Linked DNA regions of Sus scrofa: region 1 is linked to region 2. Evidence: chromatin contacts called from public targeted proximity ligation data. All regions are on one chromosome and are shown on one strand. The core of a region is the stretch at or near the end of the contact, and the rest is flanking DNA. Distances in the headings are between cores, read along the strand shown. Region 1 has its middle 360 kb from the start of MYC. Region 2 overlaps LOC102158034 (a long non-coding RNA gene).

Region 1 (2,700 bases), core at 13-2,512, 960 kb before region 2:
ACAGCAGGATGCACGCAACGCCATTCTTCTCTGTAGCTGATGGCACATGGCTTGTGAGGCCTTCCTTTTTTTTTTTTTTTTTTTTTTGTCTTTTTGCCTTTTCTAGGGCTGCTCCCGTGGCATGTGGAGGTTCCCAGGCTAGGGGTCTAATCGGAGCTACAGCTGCCGGCCTACCCAGAGCCACAACAATGAGGGATCCGAGCCGCGTCTGTGACCTACACCACAGCTCACGGCAACGCCAGACCCGTAACCTATTGAGCAAGGCCGGGGATCGAACCTGCAACCTCATGGTTTCTAGTCAGATTTGTTAACCACTGTGCCACGAAGGGAACTCCAGAGGCCTTCCTTTTTTCTGGATGGGTTTTAGAAGTGGACAGGAGGAGGATGTGGTCTGTACACAGTTACTCAGAAGGCTCTGCCAACTATGAGTTCTTTGCTGGCTGGAGCACTCGGCTCTGAAACATGCTGCAAGATCGAAATGGGCTTTTGGGGCTGAGTTATGCTCTCAGTTACACTCGTGTGACAAAGATTGCTATCTTGACTCTTCAAGCCAAGGAGGGAGGGGTCTATGTGGGCAGGGGGCAGAACGGGGAATTAGATGTCCTTAGACGTGGCTCTTAGAGTTCTTCAGAAATAAGAGGTTATAGCCGGGTTTTGCTGGGGGGTCAAGGTGGGCGGAATGAGCTCATAAGCCAAGTACAAACCCAGACAAGGAGGAAGTGAATTCACATTCTTGCTTTCTACTAAGGCAAGAAAAACAAAACAAAACAAAACCCACCGACCTGTTCCCAAGAGCTCATTTTCCATCTCTGCTGGGCTCATCAGAGTGCAGCGCGAGTCTGCACAGAGGCCTTGGTGGGAGAGGGCTGGTGAAAGCTCACCTTTGGAGCCCCTGCCTTTTTTATATGAAACATGCCCCGGACTCTCCTGAGGGCCCCGCTTATGGTGGATGCAGCCTGCTGGGCCACAGAGGGAAACTGCAGGGGGTGTCCAAGTTCACATGGCCCACATTCCAGGGGAATGTTTTTGACATTGAGCAATAGAAGGGCTCTGCCAGGTTTGGGTCTGTCCGATTGGAATGCAACCGAAAAGGAAAGTCCCGGAGTGATTCAGATTCTCACCTCCCCACAACCTCTTCTTGTTTTTTTTTAATTCCTTTTAATTCTCTGATGACGAACTCAGCCCAGCACGCCTACTGACCCCATAGCCCTTGTTGGTGCTGATAAAAGTGCAACTGCCTGGGAGATAGGAATGTAAATCAGAATATTTTGTTGAGTCATGTGTACTCTGCGGCTCTTTCCCAAACATTGCATCAGACCCGTAATTGGCAGCTCCCAGGACTCTGCTGGGTGACATTGAATGTCCAGGAAAAGCTCAGTCCGTTTCTCGACAAAATGTACTCTCACTCACTCCATCTGCCTGGTGGTAATATCCTGTTCTTAAGAAAGCCGAACCCCTGGACGGAGCAGAGGCACAAACCGGTTTTGTAGATAAGTTTGAAAAATAAGACAATTGGCCTTTCCCACCCACTCGGGTCTCTTAGCAACAAGACAGCTGATGGTATCCACCCGGGGGGAATAAAGGCACAGAACATGTGGGGGAGCCTGTCTGAATTCCTGCCCGCCGTCTGATTTATTGAAATCTTCCTGCATTCTTGGGTGTGGAGACCCAGGAGCCACGTCATAAGAGCTTTCCCCTGACCTTCTCATGACCCCCGCAAATGAGCAGATAGAGGAAAAATCTCAGCATGGAATGGACATTTTTCCTCTGTGAGAATCTGCTTTATCTGAGGGGGCCATTTCCTTTGATCTGGGGAGTCACCATTTGAAAACTTGAATGTGTTTCTAGAGGGAGGCAGGCTGGGATGGGACTCTGGAGAGAGCATCAGACTTGGGATGGGGGGGGATGTCTGATGTCCCCGGTGCTCTCTCCCTGTGGGACCCCAGGCAGGAAACCCCTGTGCTCTCCCCTCCACCCAGCACTGGCGTTCTCAACTGCAAAGTAAGGATGCTGCATTGGATGCCTTTCAGCACTGAATCGGCGATGAGTGTCTCTGTGTGTGTGAGTGTGTGCATTTATATCAACTTTCTATTCTAACATGTGAGAATTACTGAGTGGTAGAGCAAGGCCGTGAGGCCAGATCTGGCAAAGTCGGAAGCCTGTATCCATAACCACTGTGCTCTCCTCGGGCTGTGCCCACAGAGGAGCCACAGCATGGGTATCTTATGTTGTATCTGGGGATTTTTTTTTATCGATATCTATGAGTCCATGGGAGTTGAGTAGACCTGGGATGTTGCAGAGGATTTAGGCTTTAAGTCAGAGGGATCTGGGTTCATATTCTTGGTCTGCCTCTTAATATTCATATGGCCTTGGGATGCTCAACTATGACATGGGAATAACAAATCCTATGTGTTGGAGTTCCCGTCGTGGCTCAATGGTTAATGAATCCAACTAGGAACCATGAGGTTGCGGGTTTGACCCTTGGCCTCAATCAGTGGGTTAAGGATCTGGCATTGCCGTGAGCTGTGGTGTAGGTGGCAGACATGGATCAGATCCTGTGCTGCTGTGGCTGTGGCGTAGGCCGGTGGCAATAGCTCTGATTAGACCCCTAGCCTGAGAACCTCTATATGCCATGGGTGAGGCCCTAAAAAGACAAAAGACAAAAGACAAAAGACAAAAAAAAACCACCACCAACAACAA
Region 2 (2,700 bases), core at 112-2,611:
GACCTGGAGGAAATTCGGCTTTAGGTGACATCAGACATCAGGACTCAGTGATACGCTGGATATTGGTCTGGAGACAGTAGCAACCGCTGGAGGAGATGGAGGGTCCATTTAGGTGGCTGTCACATGGTGGTGAAACTGCATCTCCGAGAACAAAGGTTTATAGTGGATCTTTTAAGACTCTGACAGAAACTCACGCCCCTACCCAGAAAAAGTCACATAGGGACATAGACAATTTTTCATGCAATTTCAGGTGCTTCACAAGCTCTCTGAGCCCATACATGAATGGGACTCCAGATCACGAGCCCCCGTTTTATAAGAAGAATTTCAAGGCAAAAGCACTTGTGACGTTTGGATTGTCGATTGTTAATGACCTAGAATTAGTCTGTCAGCGTCCAACACTGCTAGTTGGCTGTCTGCCCTCTCACACTGCAACAGGGAGTAGAGCTGAAGCACTTGCCATGTGGTGGCCACGGGGCAGGAAATGGGATCACAGGAGGAAACAAAGCACCGAGCGGGGATTGGAGAAGTGGTCATCACCGCCAACCCCCAGATGTGTCTGAGTCAGTGTCGAGTCATGGATCTGAATGAATCAAGGACAGCCCCTGTTTTGACCTTCCCTCCGCATCTGAGACTCTCTTTAGTCCTCACAATAACCTCGTGACATTAGCAGGGAAAGACTAGCAGATCCACGTCAGAAGATGAAAGGATCAAAGTTCCGAGAGAGGGACTGACTTTCTCTCCCAAGGCTACATGTGGTTAGAGGCAGAGACGGAACTTTGTCTGTTTCCCGCTTTTTCAAGGCTATTTCCTTTGAAGACAAGATAGCTTGAGATAGCAAGATAAATGATGTGCTTCTGGGAGGTTCTACTGTGTTGCAATGGGATTGGGCACCAGGATGCTAGTTTGATCCCTCGCCTCGCTCAGTGGGTTAAGGCTCCAGCATTGTTGTGAGCTGTGGTGTAGGTGACAGACACGGCTTGGATCCAGCATTGCTGTGGCTGTGGTGTATGCGGGCAGCTGCAGCTCCGATTCAACCCCTAGCCTGGGAACCTCCATATGCCACGGGTGCGGCCCTAAAAAAAAAAAAAAAAAAAGAAAGAAAGAAAGAAAGAAAGAAAGAAAAAGAAAAAGATCCTCCAGCGTTGCTGCAACTTTAGGTCACAACTGCAACTGCAGCTCTGATCCAGTCCCTGGCCTGGGAACTCCGTATGCTGTGGGGCAGCCAAAAATGGGAGAAAAAAAAAAAAAAAAAAAAAAGATGTACTCTTATCTGGATAGTGATCCAGTTGTTGCTCAGAGTGTTGGGACCCAGGACACTGCTGAGGTCATAGCATTCAGGAGGCAGTGGGGGAGGCCATGGAGCCATTCAGAACACCGTCTGCAGTTTTCGACAGACTTGGGTTCAATAGCTAAGGCTGCCACTGATATCTCTGCAAGATTGACCAAGCTCTGTAACGTCATTGGCTTTCGGTTTCCTTGTCTTTAAAATCAAGATAGCAATATGCGTCTCCAAAATTACCCAGGGCAAATGAGACACGAGAAGTGAAAGTGACCTCTCTCAGCACGGGCTCCTCTTCTGAGGGCTTCAGCAGGCACAGCAATTTCCCTGAGATTATAAATCCTATCTGCAGGCTTCTGACACCAATCTTCTTCTCTCATTTCACCCAACAAGGGCAACCAGCCTGCCAGAACGGTCCACTGGCTGACCTGCCTGGCACACCCAACTCTTGTCTACGTCACGAGAACAGTATGTGCCAAGAACATCTGAGACCTTAATACTTGAAGGGCGAGTCTTTACAGACTTAATGAGGATCTATTTTTAAACACTCATGCTCAGAAATAGAGGACAATAAGCTTGTGAATGCAGAACATTCTTGATGAAGAGAGTTGTTACAGGGTCTGTGTCATGGAACATTCCGGCTATCTTTACTGTCCTTATAATAGCTTAAATCTGTTTACCTATTTAGTCACTTGCACCATTTGAAGGTCACCCTTCTATAAGGAAATAAAACATGATATATTGTGGCTTGTTATGAGAAACAACTCGATTAGAGTTATTTTTCATTTAGGTAGTTAATTGTAATAAATATGAGTAAACTCTGCTATGATAAAGAGGTACAGTCTCCATACCATGTGTTGCAGAGAGAAAATGGGAAAACCCTAAAACTATAGTATTTAATGTATAATGTCCAAACACTTGCTAATGATGTGACTTTGAGAAAACCAGAGTTAGGTTTTCTGGATTAAAGTTCCTGGATTAAAGATCCAGCATTGAGAGTTCCCTTTGTAGCTCAGCAGTTAACAAACCTGACTAGGATCCATGAGGATTTGGGTTCGATCCCAGGCCTCACTCAGTGGGTTAAGGATCCGGCACTGCTGTGAGCTGTGGTGTAGGTCCAAGACATGGTTTGGATCCTGCATTGCTATGGCTGTGGTGTAGACCTGAAGCTACAGCTCCAATTCAACTCCTAGCCTGGGAACTTCCATATGCCATGGGTGCTGCCCTAAAAAAAACAAAACAAAACAAAAAAAAAAAGATCCAGCATTGCCACAGCGGGGCACAGCCAAAAAAATTAAAATTAAATTAAAAAAAAAAAAGAGAAAAACTCTCTGATGTATGGAGAAAAAGGAATCTTCCTACACTGTTGGTGGGAACGTAAATTGGTAGAGCCACTATGGAGACCAGTATGGAGATTCCTT

The links.
Region 1: a contact with region 2 is called in a targeted proximity ligation map of alveolar macrophages, with 8 times the contacts expected there. A contact is called at or near these places in 2 of 2 datasets of targeted methods (alveolar macrophages and skeletal muscle).

The regions. Positions count from the first base shown.
Region 1 is chr4:12,098,688-12,101,387 of Sscrofa11.1, reverse strand. No RefSeq gene overlaps it. Among named protein-coding and RNA genes, the nearest start is that of MYC, 360 kb to the left of the region's middle.
Region 2 is chr4:11,135,297-11,137,996 of Sscrofa11.1, reverse strand. All of the region lies in intron 2 of LOC102158034 (a long non-coding RNA gene), which reads right to left. Among named protein-coding and RNA genes, the nearest start is that of FAM49B, 660 kb to the right of the region's middle.